2 separate regions of the Sus scrofa genome follow, and region 2 is linked to region 1. A link is a contact called in public HiChIP or PLAC-seq data. All regions are on one chromosome and are shown on one strand. The core of a region is the stretch at or near the end of the contact, and the rest is flanking DNA. Distances in the headings are between cores, read along the strand shown. Region 1 has its middle 10 kb from the start of SDHB. Region 2 has its middle 18 kb from the start of PADI2.

The links. HiChIP or PLAC-seq counts read pairs in DNA pulled down with a chosen protein or histone mark.
Region 2: a contact with region 1 is called in an H3K27ac HiChIP or PLAC-seq map of alveolar macrophages. The contact joins two enhancer-like sites. A contact is called at or near these places in 3 of 47 Hi-C or Micro-C datasets (blood, brain and epiblast stem cells) and 1 of 2 datasets of contacts at active chromatin or transcription factors (alveolar macrophages).

The regions. Positions count from the first base shown.
Region 1 is chr6:75,684,638-75,691,847 of Sscrofa11.1, forward strand. No RefSeq gene overlaps it. Among named protein-coding and RNA genes, the nearest start is that of SDHB, 10 kb to the left of the region's middle. Within about 2 kb of position 3,839, at least 11 of the 83 cell types and tissues checked have an H3K27ac peak or open chromatin away from gene starts, as enhancers often do. A contact at or near this core is called in alveolar macrophages, where this site is marked.
Region 2 is chr6:75,770,024-75,777,272 of Sscrofa11.1, forward strand. No RefSeq gene overlaps it. Among named protein-coding and RNA genes, the nearest start is that of PADI2, 18 kb to the left of the region's middle. Within about 2 kb of position 3,703, at least 27 of the 83 cell types and tissues checked have an H3K27ac peak or open chromatin away from gene starts, as enhancers often do. A contact at or near this core is called in alveolar macrophages, where this site is marked.

The sequences.
Region 1 (7,210 bases), core at 2,589-5,088:
TGGAGGAGCCTGGGCTCTGATGCCTTCTTTGATAGGGCCATTGATTAACATGTGTGGCTTAAGGGCTCCAGGGAGTAACATCCCTACAGGCCTTGTTTACTATAGGGAGGGTACCTATGCCCAGATGGACAGGAATCCTTAAGCCCCTGTGACTCAGTTTACAGGAAGAAAAGGACGAAGAAACTGAGACTTTTGGTATAGCCATAAAAAGACAAAAGACCAAAAAAAAAAAAAAAAAAAAAAGAAAAGAAAAAAGAAAAAAGATTCAGGTCCAAGATTCTCTTCACGAGGAAATCTCCCCCTGGACCACCTCCATCAAAACATCCTCTGCATCTGCCATTAACGCACATAATGCTGGTTTAACAATTACCCATTTATATGTCTGTCTCCCCCAAATATGAGGCCATGGCCTATTCACTTTATTGTCTTTGGAGAACATATTGCTACCTGCAAATTTGTTTTTAATTCTTTATGAATATATTTATCAACTGACCATCCCATGCCCCAGATCATGAACTATGTCTTGTTCACTGTTGTGTCCCCAGAGTCTGGCACAGGGACTGGCATAAAGAAGGTGACCAATAAACATTTAATGAGTGAACAAATTCGTCTTTGTTTCCAAAGGCCTGACTTGGCACCTGGCACAGAGGAGGCGCGTCATCAATATTGGTTGAATGGAGGAGTAAATAAAAACAGGAGAAAACCCAGTGGAGACTCAGGCAGCTTTAATCTCTGGGCCGGCACTAGGGCAAGGTGAGTTTAAGATGAATTTAAGGTGGCCATGGAAGTTCCCTTGTGGCACAGTGGGTTATGGATCTGGCATTGTTGCAGCTGCAGCATACATACATCTGTGGCCCGGGGACATCACTAATTATTAGAGAAATGCAAATCAAAAGTACAATGAGCTACTATCTCATACCAGTCAGAATGGCCATCATTAATAAATCTACAAATTACCAACGCTGGAGAGAGTGTGGAGAAAAGGGAATCTCCTATGCTGTTGGTGGGAATGTAAGGCATAACCACTGCTGAAAACAGTATGGAGGTTCCCCAGAAAACTAAGTATAGAACTACTATATGATCCAGCAACCCCACTCCTGGGCACATAGCCAGACAAAACTGCAATGCAAAAAGATACTCGCACCCCATCATAGCAGTGCTATTCCCCACAGCCAAGACATGGAAACAACCTAAATGCCCATCAACACATGAATGGATTAAGAAAATGTGATATATACATACGATGGAATACGACTACACAGCCATAAAAAAGAACAAAATAATGCCATTTGCAGCAGCATGGATGCAAATAAAGATTCTCAGACTACATGAAGTAAGTCAGAAAGAGACAGACAAATGCCATATGATATCACTTACATGTGGAATCTAAAATATGGCACAGGAGTTCTTGCTGTGGTGCAAGGGGATTGCTGGCGTTTTGAGAGCCCTGGGATGTAGGTTCGATCCCTGGCCTGGCACAGTGGATTAAGGATCTGGCATTGCCACGGCTGTGGCTTAGGTCTCAACGGTGGCTTGGATCTGATCCCTGACCCAGGAACTCCTTAGGCTGCAGGGTGGCCAAAAAAGAAAAAAAAAAAAAAGGCACAAATGAACCTGACTACAAGACAGAAACGGACTCACACAGATACACAGACATGGAGAACAGATTTGTGGTTGCCAAGGGGGAGGCCGTGGGATGGACTGGGAGTTTGGGGTTAGTAGATACAAACTATTAGATTTAGAATGGATAAGGGAGTTCCCATCGTGGCGCAGTGGTTAACGAATCTGACTAGGAACCATGAGGTTGCGGGTTCGATCCCTGCCCTTGCTCAGTGGGTTAAAGATCCGGCGTTGCCATGAGCTGTGGTGTAGGTTGCAGACTCGGCTCGGATCCCGCGTTGCTGTGGCTCTGGCGTAGGCCTGCAGCTACAGCTCTGATTAGACCCCTAGCCTGGGAACCTCCATATGCCGCGGGAATGGTCCAAGAAATGGCAAAAAGATAAAAAAAAAAAAAAAAGAATGGATAAGCACTGAGGCCCTCCTGTAGAGCGTAGGGAATTCTATCCAGTCTCTTGGGATAGACCATGATGGAAGAGAAGAGAAGAAAGGAATTGTATGTTTGTATGACCAGGTCACCTTGCTGCACAGCAGAGATTGGCACAACATTGTAAATCAACTACACGTTAATGAGAAAATCTATAAAAAGAGACAAAGTTTGGTCATTAAGATAAATGATACTTGAACACACTATTAAAATGCAAAAAATTCGTGATAATGAAACATGAACATTTTAGTGAATTTCTCTCCAAGAAAAACTAGAGAACAGAGTCGGTCAAGGGAACTGGGAGCAATCAGTCCCCCTGGTTCCGTTTCCACCTGGTTGAGAACCGCAGACCACTCTTCCTTCGCTGTTTTCCATAACTTCTCCATCTGATCTTAGTCTTGCTAACCCATTATTTCCCTGTACTCAGCGTTAGAGAACTTTTGGGGGACATCAAGGGGGTTGGGTGCTTTTTCAGGAACAAGAGTGAAGGGAGGAGGGAGCCTGGGTGGGTGAGAAGGAGGGGGATGGCGGTGATCACTGCCTGGACCTGGTCCAGCCCTTTGATCGCCAGGGAGGAGCGGGGTTGGGGCAGGAGCCAGCGACACTTACAGAGAGGCTAGGGGCTGAGTCACCGACGGGGACAAAGCTGCATCCCTTCCCTTGAGCTGTGGGAGGAGTCCCTTCTGTGGATGAATGTGAGCCCACTACCATTTCAAGATTTGCAAACCTCTTCCAAGCACCTCCCAGCTCTCTGGCTGGGCTATTTTTCTTCCAGGAAGCAGCGTAATTCAGCACAGTGAGCCTGGAGCGAGAAGAGGAGGTGAAAACATCTCCCAGAATTGGAAAAGATATAGTTGGCAAATCAAAATGTTACCCAGGAGTTCCCGTGTGGCTCAGTGTACCTGACTGGTATCCATGAGGCTGGCCTCACTCAGTGGGTTAAGGATCTGACCTTGCCATGAGCTGTGGTGTAGGTTGCAGAAGCGGTTTTGATCTAGGATTGCTGTGGCTGTGGTGTAGGCTGGCAACTGCAGCTCCACTTTGACCCCTAGCCTGGGAACTCCCATAAGTGTAGGTGTGGCCCCAAAAAGCAAAAAAATGAAAAACAAAAAAACCCTCTCCAGCTGCCCTGGTCTCCAGCTCCTGTCCCAACCCTGCCTGTGTTTGCTCTCAAAGGAGCCCCCCACCATCTGCTAGGTCCCTCAGCCCTCATCTTTACCACTGTGTGATGCCAGTGACAGTGGTGAGGGGGCTGTGACTGCTGCTGAAGATTGCGGCTGCCACTTTTGGAGGATTTCTGCAGAACAGTTTGGGTAACTCTTTTCTGTCTTATCAGGACAGCAACTTCCCAAGGTAAAGGTTTTTGTCTTTTGTTTACAGCTGAGGCAGCTGAGACTCCAAGAGTGTCAACAACTTACCCTAAGTCACACAGCTAAGGGGTCAGCATCTTCTGTTACGGAGGTGGCGGGGCTGTGGACATGCCCCCCACCGCCACCCCGGCTCAGGGGAACGCGGTGGCTGCAGCTCCTCTGGCCCACCTGCAGAGGGTGCCCCTGCCCCATGGAACTGCCTAGGACTCCCTAACGGCCCTTCCCAACCTGCCCTTAGAAAGGACTTCTCTAAACCCTCTTCCCTCCAACCCTCACCATATAATTAGATGTCTCAAAATATTCTGAGTGGGATGGAGACGATCATATGCTACAGACTTCTCCAGTTTCACGAGCAGACTCTCTGGAACTCCCGGAGCAAAAGTCATGAGCCACCCCCACTCCACATGGAGCTGCGTTTCACCCTGCTGACGTCAGCTCAGCTGCTGGGATTTAGCAAGCGGCCCAAGGCCTTCTGGGGACTGTCCCATTGCTGGGCCCTATAGCACCCCCAAGCCCCCCCCAACACCCCACACCACACAGTTAGAGCTTACCCACTCTGCTAACCTCTGTCTCGCTCTCATCTGCCTGCCACATCCCCAGCACTCTCTCAAATTAGCCGTTAATTTGGTCCTCAGAATGTGTGCAGGTGTGGTCTTTTTAAACAGCGTATGTGGTAAAACTCCCTTTCCAGCTGAATCTGAATTTTGAGCACCTCTTTCTATCTGAGACAGCTGTGTAAAGGAAATGCGGAAAAAAAAAAAAAAAAAGAGTGGTAAATGATGGTTTGTGATGAGTAGATATCAGCTTATTGAAAGCAAACAAGTTAGAGGGGTGCAGAGTGTTAAAAGTAAATCTACTTTCTAGAGAGGCAGGGGGTGCAGTGGTTAAGCATGAGGCCTTTGGGGGTTCAGATCTTGTTATATCAGCCATTTATTTATTTATTATTTTGGAGGAGTTACACCTGCTCCATGAGGAAGTTCCCGGGGCCAGGGATCGAACCCTAGCCACAGTAGTAACCTGAGTTCCAGGAGTGACAACTCTGAGTCCTTAAGCGCTTGGTCACCAGGGAACTCCAATGCTAATTTTTTTAATCAGACATTTACTATATGACCTTCAGCACGCGACTTAACCTTGCTGTGCATTAGTTTCCTATTGTGTAAAATGGGGAAAAAGAATCACAGTCACCTTTCAGGGAGGTGGAGTAAAGAAAGCAGATTTGTTTCCACTGTGCCACGACAGGAACTCCAGGAGCTAACATTCTGAAACTGGTGGTGGGAAGCTGAGTTGGGGGGGCAAAAAAGTAAAAGAGAACTGTGAGGGAGTTCCCATCATGGTGCAGTGGTTCACTAATCTGACTAGGAACCATGAGGTTGCAGGTTCGATCCCTGGCCTTGCTCAGTGGGTTAAGGATCCGGTGTTGCTGTGAGCCGTGGTGTAGGTCGCAGAGGTGGCTTGGATCCCGCGTTGCTGTGGCTCTGGCATAGGCCGGTGGCTACAGCTCCAATTCGACCCCTAGCCTGGGAACCTCCATATGCTGCGGGAGCGGCCCTAGAAAAGACAAAAAGACAAAGAAAAAAAAAAAAAGAAGAAGAAGAAAAGAACTGTGAATTATTAGGGGGAAGAGATTATGCTAATCAGGATGGGAAGACTTCAGCATAAATAAGATGCCAAGGGTTTCCGGCAACTTTAAAAAATTATTTAAAAATACATATGCAATTAAATTCACACTAAGTACAAATTTTAAGCAACAGAGATAAAGTTTAAATTCCCTCAGTCACACTTTTTTTAAATTAAAAAAATTGTTTAAACTCAATACATTTTATCATATTTATAGTTTGTACAACCATCATCACAACCCAGTTTTACAACCTTTCCCTCCCAAACCCCCAGGCCTTTCCTCCCACCCTCAACCTGTCTCCTTTGGTAACCATAAGTTTTCGAAAGTCTATGAGTCAGTTTCTGTTCTGTAAATAAATTCTTTGTATCCTTTTTTTAGATTCCACATTTAAGTGGTAGCATATGACGTTTGTGTCTCATGGTCTGACTAACTTCACTCAGCATGATAACCTCTAGGTCCATCCATGTTGCTGCAAATGCCATTATTTCATTCCCTTTCATGTCTGAGTAGTATTCCACTGCGAATGTGTACCACATCGTCTTTATCCACTCCTCTGTCCACGCACATTTAGGTTCTTCACAGGTCTTGGCTGTTGTATATGGTGCTGCAATGAACACTGGAGCACATGTATCTTTTTGAGCCATGGTTTTCTCTGGATAAATTCCATGGGATTGTTCTCATACCTTTTTCTTTGCAGGTGTATACACATGTATATTTCCACAGAAATCCAAGGCTTTGCTTGACTTCATTTTATTTTATTTATTTTTTTTGTCTTTTTGCCATTTCTTGGGCTACTCCCGTGGCATATGGAGGTTCCTAGGCTAGGGGTCGAATTGGAGCTGTAGCCCCCAGTCTACACCAGAGCCACAGCAACATGGGATTCAAGCGGCATCTGCGATGTACACCACAGCTCACGGCAACACCAGATCCTTAACCCACTGAGCAAGGCCAGGGATCGAACCCGCATCCTCATGATTCCTAGTCGGATTTGTTAACCACTGAGCCACGACAGGAACTTCCTTGACTTTATTTTATTTTATTTTATTTTTGTCTTTTTGCTATTTCTTGGGCCGCTCCTGTGGCATATGGAGGTTCCCAGGCTAGGGGTCCAATCGGAGCTGTAGTCTCCGGCCTACGCCAGAGCCACAGCAATGCGGGATCCAAGCCGCGTCTTCGACCTACACCACAGCTCATGGCAACGCCGGATCGTTAACCCACTGAGCAAGGGCAGGGACCGTACCCGCAACCTCATGGTTCCTAGTCGGATTCGTTAACCACTGCGCCACGACGGGAACTCCGTTGACTTTATTTTAAATACCAACATCAAATATACTATCTTTCTGTGACAGTACATGTAGATATATTTCATCTTAACGTGCTACAAAATATACAAATCTAGGGATGTACCTGGTTTGATCATTCCTCAGGGAGTTTCTTAATAGCAACAAGGAAATATATGTTACTGTCCTCTTTCTAAAATACAAGATTGGTCATATCACTGCAGCTGCCCCAAACCTCCAGGGGGTTCCCGTTGGTTGCTCAAACCCTCAGATTTCCAGGCTGACTGCAATCTGTATCTTAGCCACTCTCCAGGTTTGCCGTTTCTTTTTCTTTCTTTCTTTCTTTCTTTCTTTTTTTTTTTTTTTTTTTTTTTTTTTGTCTTTTTGCCTTTTCTGGGGCCACTCCCTCAGCATATGGAGGTTCCCAGGCTAGGGGTCGAATCGGAGCTGTAGCCACCAGCCTACGCCAGACCCACAGCAACGTAGGATCCGAGCTGAGTATGCGACCTACACCACAGCTCATGGCAACGCCGGATCCTTAACCCACTGAGCAAGGCCAGGGATTGAACCCGCAGCCTCATGGTTCCTAGTCGGATTCGTTAACCACTGTGCCACGATGGGAACTCCATGACTGCCGTTTCTTAAACATGTCACACACTTACACTTAGCTTGGCAGCCCTTCCTCCCTTCTCTGCCCAGTCATACGTTCTGATATTCATTCAGCAGTCACTCATCCTAGCCCCAGGGAATACCGAGGCTACCCTCCCAGCTGGAAATAATTGTGTGCATGTATGTATGACTCCCCAGCTATTGTATCTTATTCATTTTTCCATTCAGCACATATTTATCAGGTGTCTGCTCCATCAGTTCACCTCTTTACTCTCCTGTCTCCCTGACT
Region 2 (7,249 bases), core at 2,453-4,952, 85 kb after region 1:
TTACTCTGTCTGAATTTGTTGGGTCTTATTGGACATGACTTATCCAAGGTCACAAGCTAGCAAGTGGCAGACCTGGGGCTCAGCCCCAGAAGCTCTGCTAACCTGCCTGTTGGCCCCACATGCCCTACATCTCTCCATGACTACATGCGAGCATACACACGAAACACACTTAAGGAACGAGCGCATCGCCATCAACATGGGTGAGCATGCACGCCGCACTCAGGTCCCACCGCCAGCCCCCGCATCCACAAGGCAAGGCTCATCCTGACACAGGTGTGCGGGGGGGGTCGGGGGGCATCCTTGGCTGCCCACCTGCACACGCGCACACACTCACACGCTCCCAGCCTCCCACGCACAGCAGAGTCATGTTCTTTGTTTCTTGTTTTGTTTTTGTCTTTTTGCCTTTTCTAGGGCTGCTCCCACAGCATATGGAGATTCCCAGGCTAGGGGGTCTAATTGGAGCTGTAGCCGCCGGCCTACACCACAGCCACAGCAACGCCAGATCCAAGCTGTGTCCGCAACCTACACCACAGCTCACGGCAACGCTGGATCGTTAACCCACTGAGCAAGGCCAGGGACCGAACCTGCAACCTCATGGTTCCTAGTCGGATTTGTTAACCACTGAACCATGGAACTTCACCGTTCTTTGTGCCTGGAAAGGAAGCTGAGTCTGAGGAAAATCCTGTGGTGGGCTCTGGCCATGGGCCCCTCTCCCTTTACCCCATTGCAGTCGACCCTGCGTCTCCTGATCCCCCTCCCCTGCCCCCAGGCTCTCCTAGGGCGTCAGGCAGGCTGCAGCGGTCACTGGCTTCTCAGTTGTTGTGATTCAGGCCCCTGTGGGGCTGGAGCTGGAGGGGGTAGTTAAGGGAGTGTGGATTCCAGCTCCGGGATCTGGCTGCCAGTGCAGAAAGAAGGCCTAGCTAAAGCTTCACAGACTCAGGCATTGCTTCCTGTCCCACTCGCTCTAGGGAGTGGGTTTGTATCTGGGTTTGAATCTTCATTCTGCTGCCTGCCAGCTGGGGAGCCTTGGACATGTTCCTTAATTAACCTCTCTGGGCGTCAGTGTTTTCCCCAGAGGCTCAGAGAAGTTGCATGAGGACAATTAAAAAGACAAGCTATGGGAGTTCCTTCCCTCTGTGGCATAGTGGGTTAATGATCCAGTGTTGTCTGTGGTGACACAGGTTTGATCCCTGGCCTGGCTCAGTACAGGTTTAAAGATCGGTGTTGCCACAGCTGAGGCTCACCTGGGAACTTCCATATGCCACAGGGGCGGCCAGGGGAAAAAAAAAAAAAAAAAAAAGAAGGGGGAGTTCCTGTCATGGCTCAGTGGTTAATGAATCCCACTAGAAACCATGAGGTTCCGGGTTTGATCCTTGACCTCGCTCAGTGGGGTGGTTGCCATGAGCTGTGGTGTAGGTCGCAGAGATGGCTCAGATCCCACATTGCTGTGGCTGTGGTGTAGGCCAGCAGCTACAGCTCCAATTGGACCCCTAGCCTGGGACTCTCCATATGCCCTGGGTGCGGCCCTAAAAAGCAAAGAAAATAAAAGAAGGAAAGAAAAAAAAGAAAAATAAGAAAAGACAAGCTACTAGAGTTCGCTAGTGGTGCAGTGGGTTAAGGAACTGGCATTGTCACTGCTGTGGCTTGGGTTTGATCCTGGCCTGGGAACTTCTACATGCCATGCGCACTGCTAAACAAAACCAAACCAAACCACAAGCTACTGTTTATTGAGCACTTACTATGTGCCAGACACTAGATCAAGGAAATTAGATGGATTCATTTATTTAATCCTCCCAGCAACGTGCCAGGATAGATTTTAGTTTGAACCATGTGAAAGTGACATTTTTATTGGTCAAAAATAGTCAAATGTTTAGTTTAGCCTAATATTATGATCCCTGTGTTACAGATGAAAAAACTGAGGCTCAGAGAGGCTGTAACCCACCTGATGTTACACAGCCATGAAGTAGCAGAGCCGGGATTAGACCCAGGTCCACCTGATTCTCTTGCTATCCTTTCAGTCTCAATGGTGGGCCTTGGTGAGGACCAAACCAGCCACATCAAGTGTTCAGTGTAAGACTCGGCACACAGTAAGTGCTCAATAAATACACCATTCCTTTCCTTGCTTGCTGGGGTGACTTCTCTCAGAGCGAAAACCTTATCCCCCACCACCACCAGGCTAGATGATCAACTCCCCCACTCCTCCCCCAGCCCTTCCCTCCAACCTGTCATCGGCTCCAGCTGGGGGGAAATCAGACACTGGCCTCACCCCACCCTTGACCCTCATCTTCACCATCATCTAAATGTGTCTCAGCAAAGGCAATCCACCCTCTTTCAGGGAGTTTTCCTAGATGGGCACCTCCCTGCCTCTTCCAGAGATCAGGTTCAACACCAGGTTCAATTGGTTTTGCACGTGTCCAGGGAGGCTGTGTGCCTGGAGCCAGAGGCACCCTGCCCCCCAGCCCCCGCCCCCGAGATCTTCAGCTAATGTTCTATGTCCGGTAGTGGCTTTGGCATTTCCCGAGTTCTCTAACCTCATTCTCACAACAGCCCTTTGGGGGGGGGGATACTTTTTTCTTCCCATTTTGCAGATGGGAGACTGAGGCCCTGAGAAATAAAGTGCCTTGTAGGCTTGAGGTGAGCCCGAAGAAAGAAGGGGGCTGCCACCTCTGCCCAGGGGTACGAAGGGCACATCCTGGTGGAGGGGATGTTTGGGGAGACCCTCGAGTGGACCGCCTGTCAACAGGCAGAGGTCGGGAGGTGAGGAGAGAGGGAAGGGGCCAGCCGGGCAGGAAACTGTATGGACAAGGTCCATGTGATTGATCAGTTTTAATTTTTTAAATTAAAAAACTTTAATTTTTGGAATTCCGATCATGGCTCAGTGGTTAACGAATCTGACTAGGAACCATGAAGTCGTGGGTTCGATCTCTGGCCTCGCTCAGTGGGTTAAGGATCTGGCATTGCCATGAGCTGAGGTGTAGGTTGCAGACGCGGCTTGGATCTGGTGTTGCTGTGGCTATGGTGTAGGCTGGCAGCTACAGCTCCAATTAGACCCCGAGCCTGGGAACCTCCATATGCTGTGGGTGTGGCCCCAGAAAAGACAAAAAGACAAAAAACCTTATTTTTTATTTTTTTATGGGGGCTGCATCTGCACCACAAGTAAGTTTCCAAGGCTAGGGGTCAAATCGGAGCTGCAGCTGCCAGCCTACGCCATAGCCACAGCAACTTGAGATCCAAGCTGTGTCTGTGACTTACACCACAGCTCATGGCAATGCTGGGTCCTTAACCCACTGAGCGAGGCCAAGGATCAAACCCACGTCCTCATGGATACTAGTCGAATTCGTTTCCACTGAGCCACAATGGGAACTCCTACTAATGTTTTTTATTTTTAGCAATTTAGCACCGTCAGATTCCCTAATCCTAACACTTTATTAGGCTTAGATCTTAGATTTCTTCCGCTCTAAGCGTCTATTAACCCAAGAGCTTAGACACTTGGAGGTTCTATAATTCACACATGCTGAGGAGCCTTTGTGCCTCAGATCCTGTAATTTGCAAATTCTATGATTAATTTCCAGAAGATGCCGAGTGTGTGGGTGGGGAAGGCAAGGACAGGTCTGGCCCACAAGCAACAAGTCTCACCACCTTCCCCTGCCCCCCTCCCCCCTTCCTCAAGTATCAACTTCCCAGGCCTGAGTACAGAAGAGGAATCAGGAAATACTTACACAATGACGGATGTTTGGGCAACAAAGGACAGGGCTGGCTTGGGGGTTGGGGTTTGGACTGGGGGTTACTCTGGGCCAGGTGCAGGGCTCATCTTGGCACAGTTAACAGGAAAGGGTCAAATGCATTTGTGGGAAGCCCACATAAAGTTAGAGGTAAAAGGTTGAGCATTTGTGCCTGTATTTGAAATGGGAACCCTGCCAACATCATCATGCAATGGAGTCAGACCTGCAGTCTAGCCCCAGGGCTTCTGTGGAGGCAGGATAAACCAAAACGGGGGTCGTAGACAACCAGATAGTAAATGTTTTAGGTGCCATGGACCAAGATACATATTGTGTCTTTCAGCACAGATATAATGTCACTGCATTATGCACACAATCCTTTGCCAACTAATTAGAATAATACATACTCCACTCTGCCTTAAAAGTGCAACATCTAACTATCATGGATGAATGGATCAACAAAATATGATACATACATACAATGGAATATTATTCAGCCTTAAAAGGAAGGGGATTCTGACACATGCTACTCTTGCAGAAACCGTAGCAGCGGAAAGCGGCACTCCGGCACTCCGAGATACGGAATAGCTAGGTTTATTCAGCACCGGTGTGGGCTCAGAGGCGTTGCCTCCAGAGTCTGAGCACCAGGTCTTTGTTCTGGGTGGCTTTTGTACAATACAGACGTCCCAGTCTTGTTCCCCCCATCCCGAAACTGGCCCGCCCCCTCCTCCCCTGAGCAGACAGTGTTCCTGCCTAAGAAGCTGAGTAAACAAGATTACAAAAACGAAACTGATAAGCAATGGTGAGCACTGCTAGCTGAGCTGCTAGCAAGGACTTAAGGCACGTGGTTGCCACAAGATGACAAGAAGGGTGGTATGGGGGGAGCGAAGCTGCTGTCAGGCACATAGCTGCCTCTTCAGCTGGGCGGGGGGTGGGGTGGGGAGGCAGGATAGGGAGTTATTGTTTGATGCGTGCAGAGTTTCAGTTCTGCAAGGTGAAGCATTCTTGGGGGTGAGGGTTGTAAAACCATGTGAATGTACTTAATGCCATGGAACCATATACTTAAAAATGGTTACAATGGTAAATTTTATGTTTTGCGTATTTTACCACAATTAAAAAAAAAGTGCACAAGTTCCCACTGTGGTGCAGTTGGGATTGGCGGTGTCTCTGGAGCTCTGGGCTGCAGGTTCGATCCCTGGCCCTGCATAGCTGCGGTGTAGGCTGCAGCTGCGGCTCAGATCTGATCCCTGGCCTAGGAACTCCACGTGCCAAAAAAGAAAAAAAAAAGTGCAACATTCAACATCCGCTTTTCCGTTTTTGACATGATGGGTCTGCACTGGCAATAAAAAAATAAAAGGCTGCACCATGGTGATGTGCATGCTATCAACCTATAGCTGTGCCACTGTTTGTCATGCTCAGATAAACCCAAACTAAGGGACATTCTATGAAAAAAACTCCCTGGACTCTTCAAAAATGTCAATGTCATGAAACACAAAGAAAGTCTGAGGAACTGCTCTAGAGTAAAGGACACTAAAGAGATTTGATGGCTGGATTTGATGAATGACCTTGGATTTTCTTTTGCTGAAATATATTATTTTGACCACTGGTGGAATCCCAGTGAGATCTGTGGGTTAGAGCATAGTGTTGTATCAATGTTAATTTCCTGATCTTGATTGTTGCATTGTGGTTGTGGAAGAGAATGCCATACGTTTAGGAAATACATGCTTAAGGATTTATAGTAAAAGGACATTGTGCCTGCAACTTACTACCAAGTGGTTTGGGAAAACAAGCAAACAAATACATAATATATAAACTATAAATAAATATGCAGTATGTGAAGATATATACACTCTAAATAAATACATGAGAAAAAGAACACTAATGATAAGATGTTACTATTTGGGAACTCTGGGTGATTTACATGAAGGGCACCTGCAAATTCTTTATTATTGTAACTTTTCTATAAATCTGAAATTACTATTTTTTTTTTTTTTTTGCTTTTTTTTTTAGGGCCTCATCCATGGCATATGGAAGTTTCCAGGCTAGGGGTTGAATCAGAGCTATAGCTGCCAGCCTACACCACAGCTACAGCAATGCTGGATCCGAGCCACATTTGTGAGCTACACCTCAGCTCACGGCAATGCCAGATCCTTAACCCACTGAGCGAGGCCAGGGATCAAACCCTCATCCTCCTGGATACTAGTCTGGTCCCTTTCCACTGAGTCACAACGGGAACTCCTAACCTGGATCTTTAATTATTGCTTTTCCACTGATAAACCCAAAGGTCCAGTTGACATAAGTAAATTATGTAAATTGCTACTGAGCAATTCTCAAACAAACCACAAAAATCCACAGCAACTAAAAAATTGCCTGTGAGGAGTCCCCCTCATGGCTGTGTGGAAATGAATCTGACTAGTATCCATGAGGACAGAGGTTCGATCCCAGGCCTCGCTCAGTGGGTTAAGGATCCAACATTGCCGTGAACTATGGTGAAGGTCGAGGTGAGGCTTGGATCTGGCATTTGTTGTGGCTGTGGTGTAGGCCAGCAGCTACAGCTCCGATTTGACCCCTAACCTGGAAACCTCCATATGCCATGGGTATGGCCCTGAAAAAAAAACACCAAAAAAATAGAAAATTACCTGTGAGTGAATATTTGTTACTGAAAGGCACCTATTTTGTATCATGATTAGGAATAAATAAATACAAAAAAAGGCTTTTTTTTTTTTTTGCTATGCTTGTAACAGAGTAGGTTTCTTCTTACATTTTTCATGTATTAAAAAAAAAAAAAACACAACAAAGAATTATCTGGCCTCAAACACCTGATGTAAAAGCCTACCAAGGCACAGAGGAAAAGCTCAGCAAATGTTAGCTGTTACTATCATTTTAAAACTCTGTCCAAGTCAGCTCCTGCCCACCAGCATCACCCTGCCTTCTGCCATTTTTCCCATTCAAGAAAAAGTACCACCATCTACCCAAAGCAAACGAGATGCAGTATCTGTGATTCCTCTTTCCCCCTCATTTCCAAATCCAATCCCTCATCTGCAAATCCTGTCAATTTCTGCCCAGAAACATCCCAAATCCTCACCACCCCCACCCCCAGGCATTCACCCCATTTCAGTCCTTATCACTTTTTCCCTGGACCTGAATGATTCAGGCGACTCCTAACTGCACTCCCAACTTCTTCTCTGGCTGCAGATTAAAAAAACAAAAAACAACCAAATCATGTCACTCTCCAGCCTAAAACCTTCCAGTGGCTCCCCACCTCTTCAGATCTCAGCTCCCTCCTGGCTTACGAAGACTTGCATCTTGGCCCCTCCGGTATTCCATGCTTTCCTCCTCGCCCACTCCTCTCTGGCCACACTGGTCTTCTTTTGGCTTCTTCCTTTTTATATTAAAAAAAATACATAGTTGATTTGCAATGTAGTGCTTATTTCTGCTGTACAGCAGAGTAACCCAGTAATATATATATATATCCTTTTTCTCATATTTTCTTCCATCATGTTCTATCCCAAGAGACTGGACACAGTTCC